Linked DNA regions of Mus musculus: regions 1 and 3 are each linked to region 2. A link is a contact called in public ChIA-PET and HiChIP or PLAC-seq data. All regions are on one chromosome and are shown on one strand. Each heading gives the region's core, a stretch centred on a gene start, on an enhancer-like site or on the middle of the called end of the contact. The rest is flanking DNA. Distances are from core to core; before and after follow the strand shown. Region 1 holds the start of Elfn2 (leucine rich repeat and fibronectin type III, extracellular 2). Region 2 holds the start of Ift27 (intraflagellar transport 27). Region 3 has its middle 7.0 kb from the start of Cdc42ep1.

Region 1 (2,923 bases), core at 54-2,553, 540 kb after region 2:
GAGAGAGAGGGAGAGAGAGAGAGAGAGAGAGAGAGAGAGAGAGAGACGCACACAGGCACATACAGACACACAGACACATACAAGCTCTCTCCCCTCCAAATATTCCAAGGAAGCCCTGCTGAGCCACAGATTGTGTGTGTGTCTGTGTGGCAATGGGGGTCTATCCTGAGTCAATACACATCCTTTCCACATGCATATACCACCCCACCAGCCAACACACCCACCCTCTACCCCCTCCTAGCCAGTAGCAGTACACACACACACACACACACACACACACACCACTAGGCAATGGTGGGGCTCAGTCAGAGCTGCAGTCTGTCCGTTTATGCTGGTGCTTCTGTCCCACACCAGCCCTGCCGAGGGGAAAAAAATCCAAGTCCTTGCAAGGGTCCCAGCATACCCTAACTCTGGTCCCCCTACTACATTCACAGTGCCCCTGAGAGATAGGGGGCAAGTCGAAAGCCGGTCCCTTCCCCCTGGGCTAGAGATCTAGCCACCCTGTGAAGCCCCCCTTACCAGTGAGATGAATTCCTTGACCCGCCACGACTCAGTGAAAAGCGGGCCGGAGCTCTGGTTCGCCAAAATGGGGGCCAGAGAGGTGCGGCGTGGTACTGGCTAGCAAAACCCTGCTCAAGCTTCTGCATCACCACCGCGAAAATGTTCACCTCGACGCTCGTCCTCCCTGCCCTCCCACCACGCCTCCGCCCAGCCTCTCCCCCACCACCTTGCGCAGGGTGGTCCCTTGGGGGTCTTATGGGGGATCCCCAGACCAAGAAGAACCAAGAAGAGTGGCTCTCCCTGCCTCATCCTCCCCTCCCAGGTCCCTTTCCAAGCCCCACCCCCGCTGGCGGCCAGGGAGCCCTCAGCTCAGCCTGGATTCCCGGGGTCCCCGCCAGCCGCCTGCAGCACTCGGATCCGGAGGAATCCACTCACCTCCAGTCCTGACTGGGATCCGAGCGGGATGCCACCACCTCCCGGCAGCGGCTGCTGCGGGGCCTGCGCCGGAGAGCGAGCGTGAGCGCGGGTGCGAGTGTGCGCGGCGGCCGGCCGTGGCTCTGTGCGTGTCGTGTGTCTGTGGCGTGGCCCGGGCGTGTGTGTCTGTGAGCGTGCGTGTGCGCGCAGACACTGCCACCCCCGCCTCCCGCCGCGTAGGGCTGCTGCCCGCAGAGGGCCCGGGTGCTGGGCGGAGGACCTCAGGGGCTGGCGATCACTGCGTCTGTCGGTCCGTCCGGCTCTGTAGCCAGATCCCTTCACAGGCCTCTCTCCGCTGCAGACCCTCCCGCCCCTCCGCCGTCTGCTTCCACGGCCACAAGCGCGCTCCCAGACACACGCCACGGGGCGGGGGCCGCGCTGGGCTCTGGCGCTACTGCAGCTGCAGCGCCCTGTGAGGTGGCTGCACCGCGGACCGCCAAGCCCCGGGCACCCGCCGAGCGCGCCCCCCGGCCCCGCCCCACCTCGGCCACCTCTCTCCGGGCTATGTCTCAGTTCACCCCACCACCGCCTCCTCCAGCTCATTCAACAGCTGGAGGCAAAGTTGCCCCGGGTGCAGCGCCCTGCTCGAGGACAATCTCATCCCCAACCCCGCTTCCCCCCTTCCCATGCCCGAGCACCCCTTTCCGCCTGCGCCCTGACCCGGTGTTCCGCGTGTAACCACTGGAGAGCACTGCGGTGGAGCTGCTGCGTTCCCATTTTGCAGGCGGGACAGCTGAGGCGGGTGAGCAGAGTGCTTGCCCAAAGTTTATACAGCGAGTCCGAGTCCGTGGAGTCTCCCAATTCTCCCTGCCTCCAAACCAAGGCATTTGGCTACCCCTCGCTGCCTTACCCCATCCCCGGGAGCATATTGGGCTCTGTGGCCACAAAGAGAAACTTCCTAAGGCCTTCCTGGCCACAGCTTAAGCTCCGCTTCAAACACAGACACCACCACCATCACCACCACCACCACCACCTGCAAGGGAGTCTCCCTGCAAGGCAGCGGTAGTTGAGGCTCTGCACCCGAAGCTGGGCACACAAGCAGCTGGTGGGAGTCTGGGCTGATGTCAGGAGTCTCCTCCAGCCGTTGTGACCCGCCAACCCAGACAGTTGAGCTCTGCCGCCGCCAGACTTTGTGCTTCGCAATCACTTTTCCGGGCCGCATTCACCAGAGCCTGTCCTCAGGTGGTGCACAGCGACTCAGCCCGGCTGCTGGAACTCCTAACAGGCCTGGGCTGAGTCTGGACAGATGAATGGGAGCTGATGGGTAGGAGTTGCTCAGCTGAAGGAAGTGGAGAAGGGTATCCCAGACTGCGGGAACGACATGTGCAAAGTCACAGAGGCGGAAAGCATCCTGGTGTACTTAGTACAGAGGGACCCGTGGAGTTGGGTAGCACTAGAGCAGAAAGAAATGCTGTACAAAATCGCCTCGCTCTTGTCATCCGAGGACAGGAAAGTAGCCCAGGATAGGACCAGAAGGGTAGATAAGCGCTGAGACCCAGGCCACCTGTTATGTCACAATTTAGAGAGACTGTGGGGTGTCTCACCTCTAAGCCTCCCGACCTGTACCTTTTTGAGTGGCAGGCGCATTTCTTCCTACCCATCCTTCAGATCTTCTTTGCAGACCCAATGAAACCTTATGCTGCCTCTGTCTACTAACCTAATCCCCTTCCCCGAAGAGGGACCATAAGAACTCAGGGTTCCCTAACCGAGGCTAGGCACCGAGGTGGGTCCAGCTCCAGTAGCACACACCCCACCCCCGCCCCTACCATCCCCCACCCCACCATCTCCCGATCCCACCTCCGCCAAGCTCGCTTCTGTTGAAGAGACGGCTGCCCCTGCGCCCTCTAGCGGATCAAATGCGCGACTGCAGAAAACTCCCTGTGGCTCGCGTGTGCTGAGGTGGGCGCTGGCAGAGGCCTACTAAATCCAGCCCTGGTCCAAGACATTG
Region 2 (2,733 bases), core at 125-2,624:
CTCTGGACATGCCTGTAAGAAGTGTTCTAGTTTAGATTAAGGCGGGAAGGCCCGCCCCCAAAGGTGAGTGGCACCACTCTACAGGCTGGAGCCCCTGACTGAATAAAAGGGAGAAAGAGAGCTGAGAGCCAAGGCTCATGCTCCATTTCCTGACTGTTGACTTAACGTGGCCAGCCTGCCTCCCAGTCTTGCCACCATGCCTTCCTCACCATGATGGGCAGTCCTCTGGACCCGTGAGCACAATAAACTCCCAACTTCCGGTCCAGTAAGTTGTCACAATAAGAAGTAGCCAACACTCCTGACCCACAGGCAGAAGTCAGGCGAATCTGGGAATGGGGTGTACGACTTCCACTGGGGGTTCACCCATGGCAACACCACTCAGGGCTTCGGTCACATCAGGTCACATCACAGAAGCTACCTGGGGGCGCTGTGGCAAAAGGGTTAAATGAAATACCCCCACATGACACTGGCTGCAGTGTCGCCTCGGTAGACACATGTGCTCAGCTGTCAACCAGACTACAAGCTAAGCATATAGGCTTCCGAATGTTCAGACTGGCTCAAGGCAAGCCCACGAGTGTGAGCACCACCAGATCACTCTGTATATATCTATATAATACTCATCCACACTCTGGGCACTGTGCAGGCTATTTCCCTGACAGTCAACAATAATAAACATCTTACTTCCGGGGAATCTCTAAGTTAATGCTCTCAGATGCGCCACCCCATCTTCCTGACATCAGAGTGAGTGGGACCAGCAACGCTGACCCCTGACAAGTCCATGCTTGTACTTCGCTCAAGTTTGTTAAGTCTATCTGGTGAAGGTAGTCTCAAAATATGGGAGGGAGACCGGGACACAGCTGCATCTACAAATGTGCCCTAGGGGTGGGGGGAGTGTCCTGTGGAGCCCATTCCCCCGCCCCGCGCGCCTTCTAGAATCTGCTGTTGGTCACTACAGCCATTCCTAAGGGAGACAGAGAGTGGACGCGATGGTGAACCAAAACCGCCCGAGTTAGGACGGCTAGGGCTCTGGGGACCACGCGTTCAAACACATATAGCACTCACCTGCCAGGATGCATTTGGCAGCTAGCTTCACCATAGTAACCAGGTACTAGCGGAGACGTGGGGGTGGGGGACGCTGAAAGGGGGTTAGGATTCGGGGACAGCTGACACCAGGGCCTGAGGCCGTGATGGAGGGATGGATGATGGCCCGGGTGCTAGGGTTGGGTGGACGGAGGGCTTCAGGCCCCAGGCAGCCTGCAAAGGTTCCGGTGGGGCGGAGCAGAACCCGTTCCAAGTCCAGCCTTAGACCCGGCCCAAAGAAGAGTTGAGACACAACCACTAGTCCTCTGGTCCCAAGAGTCGCGCCAAACAGGCTCCTGGCAACCATCATCAACCCGCCTTCTCCCTCCATATTGTCTCCTGATTGGTTGCTCTCAAAAGCTCGGAGACCCCAGGCACCCAATAGAAGAAGGAGGCGGGGAAAACCGGTTCCCTTCGCGGAACAAAGCGGAGAGGTTTCTGCTCTTTAACTGCTCTCAGCTTGGCCAATGGCTTTAGATGCTGTCAATCACCGCTGGGCACCGCCTAGCGTCTCTGGAGACGCAGCCCAACCAGGATGCAGCCGGAGGCGGGAATTAATGGGGCTTTCTGATTGGCCAGAGCATGGCTTTAACCATCGCGAAGAGTTTGGGATTCGCTGCACCTTGCCCCTTCTTCCTGGGAATGGATTCGCCCACACTGAGAGGGGTGACGCCGCTGAAATGGCGCCTGCGCAGTAAAGGAAGCTGCTGTCGCGGGTCCTGGATGTTATTGGTATCTTTCCCCGACCCCGGGTGCAAAGAACATTTGGAGACCTAACCTTTGCTTCACGTCCAGAATCGAAATGCCATCTTTAAAGCCCAAGCATGTTATGAACCCTAAAAACTGAAATAGCGGGGAGGGAAAAATGTGCAACGTTGAGCAGTGAGGAAGACAGGAAGGCCCTGCATGCTTGCACAGCAAACAACTGCGGACAGCACCCGTGCTGTGCACCTTCCGGAAGGGGGAAAGAGCGAGGTCCTGATGGAAACTCACACAGTATATCCATATGTAACTATATATCACTTTATGTTATGTATCAGTTAAATTAAACTAAAATCTAAAATAGGCCTAATTTGACGTGATATCTTAATGGATGGGAGGACACGCCTCTCTCAGTCGGATTCCTCTGTTATGGGTGAATGGATGCTATCCTGGTGTTGCCCCTCATGAGGGGAGGGTGGGTAAATGCCACCTGACTTTCCTGGGAGCCCCTCTTGCTTTGCCACTAAGTGGGATATGGCTCTGCAAGGCATGTAACCTCTGGAACTCTGAAGATAGAAACCAACTCATGGGTACAGGAAGTAGGCGAGTGTCCATGCATCGGGGCGTTGTTACTGTAGCAAAACACCGGAGAGAAACTATTTAAAGGAGGAAAGGTTTAGTTTGGCCATTTGGTTGACCATCATAACAACAACAGCATATAAGCATATAGCCACCTCATGTTGGGAAAGGAAGAAATAGTTCCCAGGATATGCCCCCAAAGTCACATTCTCTTTCAACTAGGTTCCATTTCCCAGGCACCTCCCCATAGCCCATCACATTAGGTACCTGTGATGGTTTGTATATGCTCTGCCCAGGGAGGGGCACTATTAGAAGGTGTGGCCCTGTTGGAGTAGGAGTGTCACTGTGGGTGTGGGCTTTAAGACTCTCATC
Region 3 (2,700 bases), core at 13-2,512, 660 kb after region 2:
AAAGCATTTCCCGCCTCGTCCCACCCTTCACCCCAGCATCTCCTCTCCTCTCCAGCACACAGGCTCCACCAGGATGTACCAGCCACTTCCCCCACCCTAGTCTCCAGCAGGCAAAGAATGTGGCCTGAGCCTCCCCCGGGGGCTCCTCTGGTCAGCAAGCCTTGGCAGGAGACCTCGCTGAGTCAACACAAGGCTGTGGCTGCAGTTCACACTGCCCACCAGGGCTGCATTAGAGACCCAGGAGGAAGAACTGCCTGCTCCCACCCTCCCTCCCCTTAAGAGTCCCCAACCCCCCCCCCCACCCCCACCCGCCCTGGGCTCAAGCCAAAGCGCTTAACCCCTCCAGGGCCTGCTGATAACCAACTCCATTCCCAGCAGAGCCTTGCTGTGGGACCTCAGGCAAGTCACAGCAACTCTTCTGGGCTGTTCTCCTCACCGGTGAGAGAGACATCCTCCTCAGGTCCTTATGACCTTACAAAGGGTTCTCTACATATAAAATAGAAGCTGCGCGTCCCCCTCTGACAGATGGGAGTGTAAATTCCTGAGTTCAAAGGCAATGGCTTTGCTCCCTTGCCCTCTCCTGACCTGGTGCTTAATGAGTCTGTTGTGATGTGACATGAAGTCCATGACAGAACTGTAAGCCAGCCAGGGAGAGGGGTTGCGGGGGGTGGGGGGAGCTGTGATTCCTATGATGCACACCCCCAGCCTGTGTTTGTAAAACAGCTTCCTCAGGTTGCCACTTTGATGGTATGCATTACTCTTCCCATTTTACAGACAGATAAACTGAGGCAAGGGAGGGTGAGAAGCTTGCCCAAGAATCCCAGTTGGGACTAGCTGGAGCCAGGCCTTCTAACACTTGACAGGGGGAACTTTAGGGCCCTTTCTCTGTGTGTGGCAGCTGAGGTGGGAGGGAGGGACAATGAGCAGAAGACAGAGGGGTGGGGCTGAATTCTGCTGTTGCAGGGAGACATCTTGCCTGGTGGAGTTGCCCTCTCAGATAAGCGGTGAGCTCCCTGCCACTCAAAGGATGTGTGACAGCGGGACTGTCAGACACACTCAGTGTTGCAGGAGGATGTGGCTAACACATGTGGGAGTCTTTCTGACACTTGAGGATTAGAGAGAGCAGCAGTGAGCTTGGAGCTTTTCATGTGCTGTGAGAGGCCACAGACCAATTTCCCAGGGCGATGTCCACACTGCCCAGTTATGTGAAGCCGCGGAGGAAGTGGCCCCATCCCCTTGGCCCTGTGTCCTCGCTGGACAATGGGCCGTGAGGATGGGAAAGAAAGAATTCAGCCAGCCTGCCAGGCAGCGCCATGCAGCAGGGTCCGGCTGGGCCTCTGACCATCTTCCTCTCATCCCCAGCCTAGCCATCTGAGCAGGAAGCTAGGAGCCAGCAAGCCTGGTGGGGGTGGGGGACGAGGACAGGGGTGTCACTGGCTGAACTGGGGGCTGTGCCAGGTGTGCTGCTGAGTTCTGGCCCTGAACCTGTCAGTCCCCTGGGCAACAGCCCACAGGGAGGGTGAGGAAGGAGAAGCCTGCTGCACACTTGCTCATCTTGGGGCCAGGCTGGGGTGGCAGGGGGGCGGTCAGGGGGCCTGGGGGGGCAGTGATGGTGATGATTCTGGCCCAAGCCTGGCCCACAGCCCAAGGGCCTATCTCTCCAGCCAGGCTGGACCATGGAGAATAGGCTATTGTTTGTTCTACTCTTAACGTGTTTCCTGTCCCCCCCAGCCCCTCCCCTCTCACCCACCCCCCTCAAGTGAAGAACAAAGGTCTCCTGGATGTGGACCCCTCCCCACCCTTCCATCCTGGGCCTGGCCAGCTTGGAAGAATTCAGTCCCATCACCCAGGGGACAATGGGTCACCTGGGCCTGACCCTTTCTGATGTCCTCGCCACCATCTGCAACTGCAAGTGCCTCAGCACCCCACCCCCCATGTCCCCATGTCCATCCATCTATCTGTCCTCCTCAGGGTGGGGCCAAGGAACCAGCCCCACATCCTTCCTGTGCTCCCCACCCCCACACACCGCCCAGTGTCTTGCTCTCCTGGAGACAAGAGTGGCAATGAGGTGGGGGAGGTCTTTCCCCACCTCCATTTCCCTGTGGACCAGGGAGTTAGGAGCCAGAGCTGAGCCGCCCAGAAGGATCCTCAGGAGAAAAAGTCACCCGAGCTCTCGCCCTTTTCCCAGAGCCTGGAATTCCAGAGGCGTTTCCGGCTGGCCAGCTGTCTCTGAGCTGTGCTCTGTGGGCCTCCAGCTCATGCCAAGAAACCCTTCGGATTAGCTCCTGTCTTGGCCTAGTGGCTTTCAAGAAATCCTTCACACCCAGGCTTGAGAAGTAGCAGGGACAGATAGGCTGGCACTCATCTGTGGTCACCAGGCCCTTAGGCCAGGCCCAACTCTGAGGTTCCAGTCCTCCTCGTGGCTACGGCCTCATACACACATGCCACACGTATGTGCACACATGCCACCCCTATGCATGGTGTACTCAGCCTGGCTTTCAAGCCTTCCAGTTTGCACAGCCTCTGGGAACTGTATCCTAAAGTCTCTTCCTCTTCCAGGAAGCATCCAGGAAGGAAGGAAGGAAGGAAGGAAGGAAGAAAGAAAGAAAGAAAGAAAGAAAGAAAGAAAGAAAGAAAGAAAGAAAGAAAGAAAGAAATGTGTTCCATCCAGGCCAGGGGCTGGAGAGATGACTCAGCAGC

What was found. ChIA-PET counts read pairs in DNA pulled down with a chosen protein or histone mark. HiChIP or PLAC-seq counts read pairs in DNA pulled down with a chosen protein or histone mark.
Region 1: a contact with region 2 is called in an H3K4me3 HiChIP or PLAC-seq map of stem cell-derived neural progenitor cells, with 16 read pairs. The contact joins the promoter of Elfn2 here to the promoter of Ift27 in region 2. A contact is called at or near these places in 7 of 39 promoter capture datasets (the 3T3-L1 cell line, 3T3-L1-derived adipocytes, embryonic stem cells and 3 more), 4 of 115 datasets of contacts at active chromatin or transcription factors (embryonic stem cells, forebrain, pancreatic cancer cells and 1 more) and 1 of 9 other capture datasets (liver).
Region 3: an RNA polymerase II ChIA-PET map of memory CD8 T cells shows a contact between it and region 2, with 12 read pairs. The contact joins the enhancer-like site here to the promoter of Ift27 in region 2. A contact is called at or near these places in 2 of 484 Hi-C or Micro-C datasets (both in cortical neurons), 2 of 115 datasets of contacts at active chromatin or transcription factors (memory CD8 T cells and pancreatic cancer cells) and 1 of 9 other capture datasets (liver).

What each region holds. Positions count from the first base shown.
Region 1 is chr15:78,717,468-78,720,390 of GRCm38.p6, forward strand. It overlaps Elfn2 (leucine rich repeat and fibronectin type III, extracellular 2), which reads right to left and starts at 1,304. Exons shown (of 2, transcript NM_001358692.1): 1 at 937-1,304.
Region 2 is chr15:78,172,707-78,175,439 of GRCm38.p6, forward strand. It overlaps Ift27 (intraflagellar transport 27), which reads right to left and starts at 1,375. Exons shown (of 7, transcript NM_025931.3): 1 at 1,063-1,375. The coding sequence starts at 1,096.
Region 3 is chr15:78,834,274-78,836,973 of GRCm38.p6, forward strand. No RefSeq gene overlaps it. Among named protein-coding and RNA genes, the nearest start is that of Cdc42ep1, 7.0 kb to the right of the region's middle. Within about 2 kb of position 1,263, at least 139 of the 459 cell types and tissues checked have an H3K27ac peak or open chromatin away from gene starts, as enhancers often do. A contact at or near this core is called in memory CD8 T cells and pancreatic cancer cells, where this site is marked.